Regions from separate parts of the Oryctolagus cuniculus genome. Here region 1 is linked to region 2. A link is a contact called in public Micro-C data. All regions are on one chromosome and are shown on one strand. The core of a region is the stretch at or near the end of the contact, and the rest is flanking DNA. Distances in the headings are between cores, read along the strand shown. Region 1 holds the start of SIX4 (SIX homeobox 4). Region 2 holds the start of SLC38A6 (solute carrier family 38 member 6).

The links. A called contact is a pair of places that touch in the nucleus more often than the background predicts.
Region 1: a Micro-C map of ear pinna shows a contact between it and region 2, with 3 times the contacts expected there. The contact joins the promoter of SIX4 here to the promoter of SLC38A6 in region 2. A contact is called at or near these places in 4 of 6 Hi-C or Micro-C datasets (ear pinna, psoas muscle, skin fibroblasts and 1 more).

Annotation. Positions count from the first base shown.
Region 1 is chr20:9,845,255-9,851,130 of mOryCun1.1, forward strand. SIX4 (SIX homeobox 4) reads left to right here and starts at 4,245. Exons shown (of 4, transcript XM_070065070.1): 1 at 4,245-4,340; 2 at 4,553-5,457. The coding sequence starts at 4,338. It overlaps LOC108178647 (a long non-coding RNA gene), which reads right to left and starts at 5,817. Exons shown (of 4, transcript XR_011384850.1): 1 at 5,554-5,817; 2 at 1,662-1,856.
Region 2 is chr20:9,598,874-9,604,826 of mOryCun1.1, forward strand. SLC38A6 (solute carrier family 38 member 6) reads right to left here and starts at 4,445. Exons shown (of 17, transcript XM_017349424.3): 1 at 4,306-4,445; 2 at 3,241-3,371. The coding sequence starts at 3,274. TRMT5 (tRNA methyltransferase 5) reads left to right here and starts at 4,517. Exons shown (of 5, transcript XM_008271876.4): 1 at 4,517-4,674; 2 at 5,946-5,953. The coding sequence starts at 4,670.

The DNA of each region.
Region 1 (5,876 bases), core at 2,995-5,494, 250 kb after region 2:
CCCTGTACCTTTGTGCTCCATGGCTTTCTTGCTCTGTTCTCTTTCTCGCTCTAGTGAGCACTACATCAGTTCTCTCTTAAAGATCCAGCTCAAACCCCACTCCCCACTGCCTGCCTTCTCTCTGAAGAGCTCTACCCTAACCACTTTCATATCCTGTGTCCACTTCAAAATCTCCATGGAATTTAAATTATTTTATTTAAAATGCATGGATTTCAAAGGTTTTAGACATCAAAATAAACATCTTTATTCCACTCTTCCACAAACTTTTTTTTTAAAAGGAAATCACCTGAAGCTTAACTCTTTTTTAAGATTTATTTATTTATTTGCAAGGCAGAGTTGAGAAAGAGAGAGAGAAAGAGAGAGAGAGGTCTTGCATCTGCTGGTTTACTCCCCAAATGGCTGCAGAGCTGGGCCAGTCCAAAGCCAGGAGACAGGAGCTGCTTCTGGGTCTCTCATGTGGGTGCAGGGGCCCAAGGACTTGGGCCATCTTCTACTCCTTTCCCAAGCAACAGCAGAGAACTGGATCGGAAGTGGAGCAGCCGGGATTAGAACCGGTGCCTATATGGGATGCCGGCCCTGCAGGTGGAGGCTTAACCCACTATGCCACAGCACCAGGCCCTCCATAAACTTTTTGAAGAACCTGTGTAAATATGTCTCTTATCTTCTACTGGATTTCAAGCTTCTCAGGATCAGAGACCTCAATATGCAGATGCTTCAATGAATGACAGGTTTACAGCAAGATCAACCCATTGTAAGCTGAAAATATTTCAAGTTGAAAATGCATTTAGTTGGCCAGCACCGCGGCTCACTTGGCTAATCCTCCGCCTGCGGCACCGGCACCACGGGTTCTAGTCCTGGTTGGGGCGCCAGATTCTGTCCAGGTTGCTCCTCTTCCAGTCCAGCTCTGTGCTGTGGCCCCGGAAGGCAGTGGAGGATGGCCCAAGTGCTTGGGACCCTGCACCCACATGGGAGACCAGGAGGAAGCACCTGGCTCCTGGCTTCGGATCTGCGCAGCACACCAGTCATAGGGGGTGAAACAACGGAAGGAAGACCTTTCTCTCTGTTTCTCTCTCACTGTCCAACTCTGCCTGTAAAAAAAAGAAAGGAAGAGAGGAAAGGAAGAAAGGAAGAAAGGAAAATGGATTTAGTAAGCCTAAGCCCTCAGGCACCCTAACACAGCACACTGCAGGGCACACGCTGTTTTCCCAGGCAACTGTGGGCTCACTGAGAACTGGAGGGAGAGGCTCAGACCACACATCCCTAGCCCAGGGAGAGATCAAAATTCAACATGTGAAGCAGGGTTCTGAGTGTGAATCACCTCCATACCATCATAAAGTCAAAACATCTCTCTCCTAAGTTTGGGACCAGCTACGATCCTCGGTTCCATCCGTTGGTAACCAATGACATACCTTGTACTGCGTCAGGATTTAACAAATGTTTGGCAAATGAATGACCCTTCAGAAAATATTCACTACATATCATCAGACATCACTACATAGCAATGGATGGAAGATGACCTGAGAACCTAACTTGCCTAACAGTTCATAAGCTTTCTAAAAGGACCTCTCCTCCAAGGTATTCTCATATGGATTTCCTTCCACCTCCCAGCCTTAAAAAAGGAAATCTCCATTCTGAGCAGTAAAACTATTAAATATACTCACTCAAAGCGTAACATTTTGTTTTGAACTGTTTTTTCATTAATACAGTAAAATGTCAAATGATGTCCATGTACTCCTATCTGCATCCTTAGGCGGGAAGGAAGACACTGGAACAAGCAGCTTCCTCTTCTGATGTTCTTCATGCTCACAGGATCCCAGCCTCAACTGTTTTCCCAGTCACAACGCAGCTTAGACTGCCTATCAGCACAACAGACCCAATATTCAGAGCATGGCAAACATGGAGGGAGAAGCCAAGTCGTCATCAATTTTACAAATCATTGGGTAAAACCAGTGCTGAGACAGAGTCCAAACACCCTCAAGTCCGCTGTTCCATTCCAATCAATGTCGCCAACCACATTTGAGTCCCCTTTGAACTGCTGGCAGAATGAGGGCAGAGGCTCAGCCACCTAAAGGAACCCAGAGGCTGGTGTTAAATTTCAACTTCTGGTCCTACAGGAATCTCCTTTTGGAGCTTCGGAATACCAGTGCAACCACGGGCTACAGAGGTCACCGAGGCTACTGCCACTTCTGCGTAATGTTGAATTTGGTGCTCTAAAAGCAAACACACAGAGGGTATGCAGAAGCCCATCATGTGGCTTCCCAAGTTCATGCACTACATTTGATTAATAATAATTCTGAAGCAGACTCCTATGACCTGACCTTGGATAGCCCCATGATATAGCCAAAGGAGTCTTTATTAGGTATATGCAACTGAAAAGTCTCTTGCTTTGCACTATCAGGAGGAAGATAACAAACATTTCCCCAGGATTAATTATGCACCAGGTGCTTTTTGGCACATCTTATCTCATTTAATCCTCACAACAACCCTGTGTGCTTTTTATAGTCAAGGAGCTAATAAATGGCAGGGCTAGGGATTAAACCTCCAGCTAGCTAGCCAATGCTCCAAACCCACATCCTCCCCACTAAGCCACACCAGCTCCTGTCTACTTGGCTCTAATAAACATGCTTTAAAAATTCAAGGAACTCAATGCAATATGGTACATCAAATTGAATCACTGAACAGAAAACGGACATGAGCGGAAACACTGGTGAAATCCAAAAACAAGGCTGAAGACAATAGTAGAGGCAGCATTATAATGGAAGATGTCAATATTAGGGGCAAGCAGCTGGAGGGTAAATGGAAACTGTATTATTTCTGTGACTTTTTGGTAAATAAAAAATCCACAAAAAAAGAATATTTTTTAAAATTCAAAGAAGTTCTGAATCTCAAATAATGTCCTAAAGGTTTGATACCTAACTGGGAGTTTCCAGTGGAGCAGAAACCTGTGATCTTTCCTTTGATTATGAATTTTATATCCACCAGAGATGTCACTTCTAGCTTCATCATATCAAGGTAATACGAAAGCAGGTTAAATGCTACTTCAAGTGACATCTTGGCTGACCAGCAACAAAATGCAACCCGACAGCAAAACAGAAAGCCTCACGAAGCTGATCATGGCAGCAGGTGACAGCAGCAGCTGCCTTATTCCACGCTGAAGTAGGCAGTTTTGGGGAGTTGGAAAGCAGAAGCCATGCAAGGCCACCCTGAAGAAAAGGTTAGCACGATGTCATCAAAACCCTGGGCTCTCAGAAAGAGCAGCAGTGCTCCGACCCAACGGACCCACAGTGACCAGAGAGGTAGGGACCCCCAGGCCACGGCAGGAAGGACAGAGCTGCAAACAGCAGCAGACTGTACCCTGCACCGCAGCCTCCGACTGAAAGGCAATCTATCTTCCATCTGGCTCCGCCGTGGAAGGGGTCCTGGTGCCACCAGCCTCTCTCCAAACAAAGATGGTGCTGCCACCAGGGCTATCATCTTCAAGGAAGCATGCCTGCGCGCACAAGGAAAATATTCCTACAGAAGACTAACGTTCCCATCCAGTTATGGAAAAGCGTGGCTCTCTTCCCCACTACCTATCCAGGATAAACTCATGGTTTACTATCCTATACGCTTAGTCATATCCTGCTCATCCCACTCCAGCTGCCACCCTCCAGGGGACTCCAAGCTAAGTACATTTTTTTTTCAAGGTTTCCTTTCTTGGCCTTGTCAGGTGAGTTATTTCCATAGCTTATTTTAAGATGTTCAAGCATTTTCCCTCCTTTGGGATTTTAATTTACTGTAAATGCTCGCCCTCTAGAACACTCACTCCCAAGCGCCATTCTCCTTGACCCCTTGGAATACAAAAACCCCTCCTGAAGGGGATGGGAGAAGAGAACCAGGAAGCTTCCACCCCGTCCCCAGAAATGTTGTCGCCCAGATGCGGGGACGTGGTCTCTTTGTTAGGCACTCGGCCGGCCAGCTCTCCAGGCCACCCAATGCTCCGACTCCCTCCGGAAAATGGCAGGGCCTCCCTCTGGGAAGAGTCGTCCGGCTCTCGGGCCGCGGTAGGGCAATCCTCCGCGCCCGGGAGCGGGCCGGGGAAGAATGTAGGTGTTTCCCTTCAGGTATAGGTGCCTGGGGGTCAGGGGGAGAGGGAAAGGCGAGGGGTGGAGTGGGAGGCGGGTGATCGACAGGGCTAGAATCGGTGTCTCCTCCTCCCTCTGACTGCGAAGTAGCCAATGAGGCGGCGCGGCCGGGCCGGCAGTGCCATATAGTATGCAGCAACCGGCGGAGTCACGTTGGGGGAACGGCAGAAACCAGCTATCCGTTTACACTACTTTGCTCTAGCAGCTATCTTAATGGTGACTGCGTGGCCGGGGGGAAACCTGATCGGCCAGATCCAGCCGAAACCGGGAGGGAGGGAGTGGGCTTTCCGGAGGGGGGGAGGGGGGAGGGAGGCGCAGCAGGAGGAGTAAGGAGAGAGGGGCAAAGAAAGAGGAAAAGAGTGCGAGGGAGTGAGGGAGGGAGGAAAATAAACAACAAAAAAATGTCCTCTTCCTCCCCCACCGGGCAGATCGCAAGTGCGGCGGACATCAAGCAGGAGAATGGGATGGAAAACGCCTCGGACGGGCAGGAGGCGCCCCGAGAAGTGGCGGGGGGCGCGGCGGCGCGGCTCACCCCCCCGGCTCCAGCGCCGTTCCCTCTGGAGCCGGGGGACGCCGCGGCCGCCGGGGTGAGCGGAGAGGAAGGGGCGGCGGCGGCGGCGGCGGCGGCGAGCGGAGCAGCGGCGGCCGATCAGGTACAACTCCACTCGGAACTTCTGGGCCGGCACCACGCCGCCGCCGCCGCCGCCGCTGCTGCCGCCGCTGCCGCCGCCGCCGCTGCCGCCGCCGCCGCCGCCACCGCCACCGCCGCGGGCGCGCAGACCCCTCTGGCCTTCTCGCCCGACCATGTCGCCTGCGTGTGCGAGGCGCTGCAGCAGGGGGGCAACCTGGACCGCCTGGCCCGGTTCCTGTGGTCCCTGCCCCAGAGCGACCTGCTACGTGGCAACGAGAGCCTGCTGAAGGCGCGGGCGCTCGTGGCCTTCCACCAGGGCATCTACCCCGAGCTCTACAGCATCCTGGAGAGCCACAGCTTCGAGTCGGCCAACCACCCGCTGCTGCAGCAGCTCTGGTACAAGGCGCGCTACACCGAGGCCGAGCGCGCCCGCGGCCGGCCGCTGGGCGCCGTGGACAAGTACCGGCTGCGCAGGAAATTCCCCCTGCCCCGCACCATCTGGGACGGCGAGGAGACGGTGTATTGTTTCAAGGAGAAGTCGCGCAACGCGCTCAAGGAGCTCTACAAGCAGAATCGCTACCCCTCGCCCGCCGAGAAGCGGCACCTGGCCAAGATCACCGGCCTCTCCCTCACCCAGGTCAGCAACTGGTTCAAGAACCGCCGGCAGCGCGACCGGAACCCGTCGGAGACCCAGTCCAAAAGGTGAGCGCCAACTTTCCTCCGCCTCCCCCTCCCGCTCCCCCACCCCCCTTCCCAGCTTTCTTTTTTCCTCCCGGCGCTCGCAAACATGGCGCTTACCTTCCCCACCAGCCGGGTCCGGCTGCCCACCTCTCCCCGCCCCCCACCTCGCTCCCCGGCTGCGGGCGGGGGGCGGCGGTGACGAGGGGGGCGGGGGAGCCTCTTTCCTCCCCCTCCCCCTCCCGCCCCCAGAAGTTTCTCGTCGCCGGCCTAGGGCTCAGTCCCCGCCCCCACCTCGGCTGGTCACTGCTGCCCGGCTTCCCACCCCGCTCCCGCCGGCTTTGAAGTTGCCACTTCTCTCTCTCCCCGGTTCTGGCCCTGCGGGAGGAGCGTGTGCATGTGTGCGTGTGTGTGCAAGTCGGGACGCGGGCCCGGGGGGCTGC
Region 2 (5,953 bases), core at 3,195-5,694:
TTTTCCGGCCGGTGCCGCGGCTCACTAGGCTAATCCTCTGCCTGCGGCGCCGGCACACCGGGTTCTAGTCCCGGTCGGGGCGCCGGATTCTGTCTCGGTTGTCCCTCTTCCAGTCCAGCTCTCTGCTGTGGCCGGGGAAGGCAGTGGAGGATGGCCCAAGTGCTTGGGCCCTGCACCCACATGGGAGACCGGGAGGAAGCACCTGGCTCCTGGCTTTGGATCGGCACAGCGCGCCGGCCGTGGTGGCCATTTAGGGGGTGAACCAACGGAAGGAAGACCTTTCTCTCTGTCTCTCTCTGTTTAACTTTGCCTGTCAAAAAAAAAGTACACTTTTCTATATTTACCAAATTTTATTTAAATGGGAAAGGACTCCTTTCAACATCAAAAAAGAAACTGTAAAGAAACAAACTTTATTTAAAAATATAAATGTCCTCATTTTCCACTGTTGCTGATTGCTGGTTCAGTCACTCTACAATCTACAATTTTAGCCATTCTATACTCTTTTTTTTAAGATTTATTTATTCATTTGAAAGTCAGAGATGCACAGAGAGAGACAGAGAGAGTCTTCCATCTGCTGGTTCACTCTCCAGATAGCCACAACGGCTGGAGCTGCACCGATCAGAAGCCAGGAGCCAGCAGCTTCCTTCAGGTCTCACATGGGTGCAACGGCCCAAGGACTTGGGCCACCTTCCACTGCTTTCCCAGGCCAAACCAGAGAGCTGGATTGGAAGTGGAGCAGCCGGGACTTGAACCAGTGCCCATATGGGATGCTGGCACTGCAGGCGGCGGCTTTATCCACTATGCCACAGCGCCGACCCCCATTCTGTACTCTTGCTGTGCCTATTTCTTCCTATTCTAAGTCTAGACAGAAGTTTTAATGATGAAATCTCAGTATCTTCTCTTTTCCCCTCCCCCACTCCATTCCAGGGAAGTGGACCGTCTCCCCATACCTTCACCTGTAATAGTAAGGCTGTATTTTCTAGCATCTACTCACAAAATCTCTAAACAATGCAGCTTACACACCCCGAAAATGTGCCCACAAGGTAACAACTGATGTCCTTCCACCAACAGTGTGAAACAAATACACAAACGTGCAAAATCTCCTACTTCTTGCAGGAACACACTGGCAGGACAAGCTTCCCGCTCTACAGCTCTTCCCAATGCACTGTCCCAGCAGTTGAAGAAATTCTGTATTGTGGTCCACTATTACTACTGATTACTAAGTAGCCAAACCGAGAGATGAAAGTTCACACATCATTACGTGGAACTCAGAGGCCCCAGAAAGCAACATCAGCCACAACAGGAACATCTGATATCCTTCAGTGAGTACGTGGTCAGCGCTATGCACCTGCGTGGAAGGCCCTGACTTATACAACACTATTCTTCAAAGGAGACGAAACAAAAAAATAAGTCCTCTGATTATGTCTTGCTTAAACTTTTAATTTTAAATGACAGTTTGTCGACAGGATCAGATTCACTTGCTTATCAAGAAAACTGGAAGAAAAGCAGGAAATAAACCTAAATGAGACTTTCTAGTATATATTGTAAATTTCGTAGTAAAACAAGTCTGCTTCGTATTGACAAACAAAACAAACGTGTATCCGTTCCATTCGCCATGGTTCCGTTCCATTGGCAACAGTTGCAGACGCTAAGGATAAGGACGAGTTCTAAAGGATTCCAGGCTCAGTGGGAAGATTCACCTGAAAGCAAACCACTGTAACACCTTACAGTCACAAGATGAAGATACAAATGCTGGGAGCACAGGAATGTCTTCTGTTTGGGGCAAACTAGCCTGCCACTCTGTCTTGAAAGATGCCAAGGAACAGTCTCACAGCGCAAGCCTGGCCTCAGAGTTAACAAACGTCCTAACAACAGAGGGCGAGGAGGAGATGGCCAGGAACGAAAAGTTCATGCGCAAAGTCGCTACCTGGAAGCAATCTGCACTGCTGACAAACTATTCATTTTTGGCAAATCTTTGTTTTTTAAAGATTTACTTATTTACTTGAAAGGTACAGAGAGGCAGGGGTATATTCTATCTGCTGGTCCACTCCCCCGTGTCTGTAACAGTGAGGCTGGACTAGGCCCAAGCCAGGAGCCAGGAACTCTGTCCAGGTCTCCCACGTGGGTAACGTGAAGTCAAGTACTTGGGCCATCATCAGCTGCCTGCCTCCCAGGCATATCAGCAGGAAGCTGGATTTGAAGCAAAGTAGCCAGGACTCAAACCAGGCACTTTAATACTATCTGGGTTCCCTAAGCAGTGGCTTAACCTGCTACACCACAACAGCTACCCCAATAAGCCACTTCTTAAGGTTATAAATGAGTGTGGATCAAATTCACTCTTTTTTTTTTTTTAAATATTTATTTGAAAGGCAGTTACAGAGAGAAAGGGAGAGACGGAAGGAAAGAGAGAGAGAATCTTCTGTCCGATGGTTCACTCCACAGCGGCCTGGGCTGGGCCAGGCTGAAGACAGGAGCCAAGAGCTTCATCTAATTCTCCCATATGGGTGCAGGGGCCCAAGCACTTGGGCCATCCTTCACTACTTTCCCAGGCCATAGCAGAGAGCTGGATTGGAAGTGGAGCAGCCAGGACTTGAACCACCGCTCATATGGTATGCCGGTACTACAGGCGTTGGCTTAAACCTGCTGTGCCACAACACGGACCCCAAGCTCACACTTTTAAAAACAAGCCACACATTTGGATATTTAAAAACACAAACTAGCATCTATCTCTAGAAGCTATGGATTAGCAAAAAGATAGGAGTAGCAAGAAAAACACTAAAACCCCAGAAATAATTTAACTAGAGCTAGGATAACAGCGGCTTGCGGAAGCTACCTCTTTGCTTCTCAGTGTACTATAAAAAAAAAAAAAAGGTGAGGACCAGCTCTGCAGCATAGTAAGTTAAGCCTCCACTGGTAGTGCTCGGGCTGGCTGGAGTCCTCGCTGCTCCACTTCCCATCCAGCTCTCTGCTAATACACCAGGGAAAGCAGTGGAAGATGGCCTAAGAGCTTGGGCCCCTGCACCCACATGGGAGACCCAGAAGAAGCTCCTGGCTCCTGGCTTCGGATCGGCCCAGCTCTGGCCATTGCGGCCAACTGGGGAGTAAGCCAGCCAATGGAAGACCTTCCTCTCTGTGTCTCTCCCTGTCTCCATCTGTAACTCTGCCTCTCAAATAAATAAATAAATATTTAAAAGGGAAAAAAAGGTGATGGTAAGATATGAAAAAAACAAAACGACGCACCTAAACCCAAGGATCCCGGTGTTCGCCATAACATAAGCTAAGCCGAGAATGCCACTTCCCATGATGGCGTTCATCAAGTTAAACACTGAGAAGCCAAAGGAAACACCAGGGGCTCGCGGTCGACGCAGTTCCTGTAAGACACAAACAGCGGGGCAAGGCTGGGATGGCGACGCGCAGGTCTCAGCTTCCCGGCTTTGTGGGGCGCACCAGCTGCTTAGGTCTCCTCTCCTTTCCTTCCCGGCTCCAGGAATCTGCAGTTCCCCGGACACCATCTCCACCAGCACAGAGGCCAGGCCGGCTTCCGGAAAAGCCAGGGCTAACCTGCGGCTGCAAGCGCAGCAGACCAGGTCGTAGGACTGGGGGAGGGCGCCGATGGGGGCAGGGCAGGGATGTGGCCTCAGCTCATGTGATTCCCGAAGAGTCTCTGAGTCAGCGTGGGTCTGCTGCCTTCAACTGTTGCTTCCCAAATCCCAGGACTGCAAAAACTACTCTCTCTGCGCAAACTGAACGAACTCAGAGCGCTGCCAGGAGTGGTCAAGGAACACCTGGCCGTGAGAATCTATAGTAACTAGCAGGGTATCCCCGAAAACCGCCTCCCGCCAAACAGCAGCCGGTGCAAAGTCCTGGAGAGCATTACAGTCCAGGAGCTCGAGTTCACAGGCGGAGTGCGCACTGCTCCGTCTGCAGGGTCGGGGAAGGGGCTGGTGCCACCTCCACCCCTTCGCGGCGGAGCATCTCCGCGGTAACACGACCACAGCCCCTCGATGACTAGGTCGCCACAAGGAAAACCGTGGGACTCTTGCAAAGACCTCGCAAGGCGGGTGGAGGAGGCTGCGAGGGCGACGAAGGCGCTAAGGAGCGGCAGGGAGGCAACAGAAATCCCGGGGACCCCCGCGTCCGCTCGGCTGCGTCGCTCCCCCTCGAGCCTGCACCTTCCCGGCAGCTTTCCCAGGGCACGTTTCTCCCCCGAGCCAGCACCCTCAGAGCTCGGCCGATGGGGCCGAGGCTCGCACCTGCAGGAGCCCGGCGTCCGTCGGCGCCCCGGCCCCAGCGGCGTCCACTTACGTTGCTTAGCAACGGGCTCGCCTCTTCCGCCGCCGCTGCCTCTTCAGGCTGCCGGGCAGAGACGGACCAGCCCCGCTCCGCGTTGATGCTGCCCTGGCTCGCCTCCATGCCGCCGTCGGGCCGACTATCAACTCCATCTGCGAGCCACTACCCCTGGCCGACGCGCACGTCGCTGGTCAGCTAGAGGCGGAGCCATGCGCCCGGCCCTTCCGGGTTTCCGTACCTCAGCCGGGCAGTGAAGACCGGAGGGAGTCGGCGGGATCTGATGACGCCTACCGCCGTCCCCGGCGAACAGTGATGATGTCATCAGGGCCAGCCCCGTCCCCCCCGCCCCTCGCGACCCATTTCCGAGCGGCGCTGGAGCATGAGGTGAGGGGCTGGCGGCGGAGCCCGCAGCGGGGCGACGCCCGCAGTTGGGGCGGTAGCGGCAGCAGTGCCCTGGACGGTTCAAAGGGGTTTGTGGTCCGGGGGCGGCCACCCGCGAATTAGGGCCGAATGAGAAGGGGTAGTGAGGAGTCGGCTTCGTCCTAAGTCACTTGTCACAGATGGGAACCCGAGACCTGAGGTTTCTTTGCTTTATTTATTTATTTGAAAGGCAGAGTTACAGACAGGAGGAGAGAGAGAGAGAGAGATCTTCCATCCCCTGGTTCACTCCCCACATGGCTGGGCCCTGGCCAAAACCAGGAGCCAGGAGCTTCCTCCAGGCCGCCCACGTGGGTGCAGGGGCCCAAGCACTTTAGCCATCTTCCACTGCCTTCCCAGGTGCGTTAGCAGGGAGCTGGATTGGAAGTGGAGCAGGCGGGACTCGAACCAGTGGCCACGTGGGATGCCTGCCCTGCAGGTTGGAGTTTGGCTGCACCACAGCGCCAGCCCCCAGACCTGAGTTCTAATCTTCCTGCTTATCAGCAATGAGACTTTGAGTTATTATTTTTTTAAGATTTGTCTTCGCTCCACGGTTCACTCACCAAATAGCCGCTTAAGCTAAGTCTGGGCCAGGCCAAAGCCAGGAGCCTGCACCTCCGTCCTGGTGTGGCGCCTGGGTGGCAGGAGCCCAAGTACTGGGCCATCACCCGTTGCCTTCCCTGGCGCATTGGCAGGGAGCTGGATGGGATGCAGCTGCCCCCTGCACCACTAAGGAGCCCCTAATTTATCTACTTCTGAGCTTTTGTTTATGATTTATAAAATGATGAAGTGACACCTACATTCCGCCCAAGGCTGACACAGTGTTTACAACATGTGATACTGTAAGCACCTGGAAGAGTGTCCTAGTAAAGATGGCCACTGGTGTCTTCATATACTGGGACCACTTCGTTAGGAGATGGCCCCTTGGGCCCCAGTCACAGCCCTCCGATTCCAGATGTATTGTGTAGAGAACTGATGGAGAGGTCCGTGGAGTAGAGCGGGGCTGATGTCCCCAAGCCCTGTCTGGGTTGAAGATGCAAGTTTGTTGTGTACCGTAAACATCACCCTTTCCTGGAAAGACGACAGGAAGACAGTGGTCCACATCAGCACTCCGCAGGCTGTGTCCAACACAAGTTAGGTTCTCATTCTCAAAAGCCATCGTGTGTGTGTGTGTGTGTGTGTGTGTGTTCGTAGCTTTGTGGTGTCTTTTAAGTTAACGCTTTTTTTTTTTTTTAAAGGGTCTTTT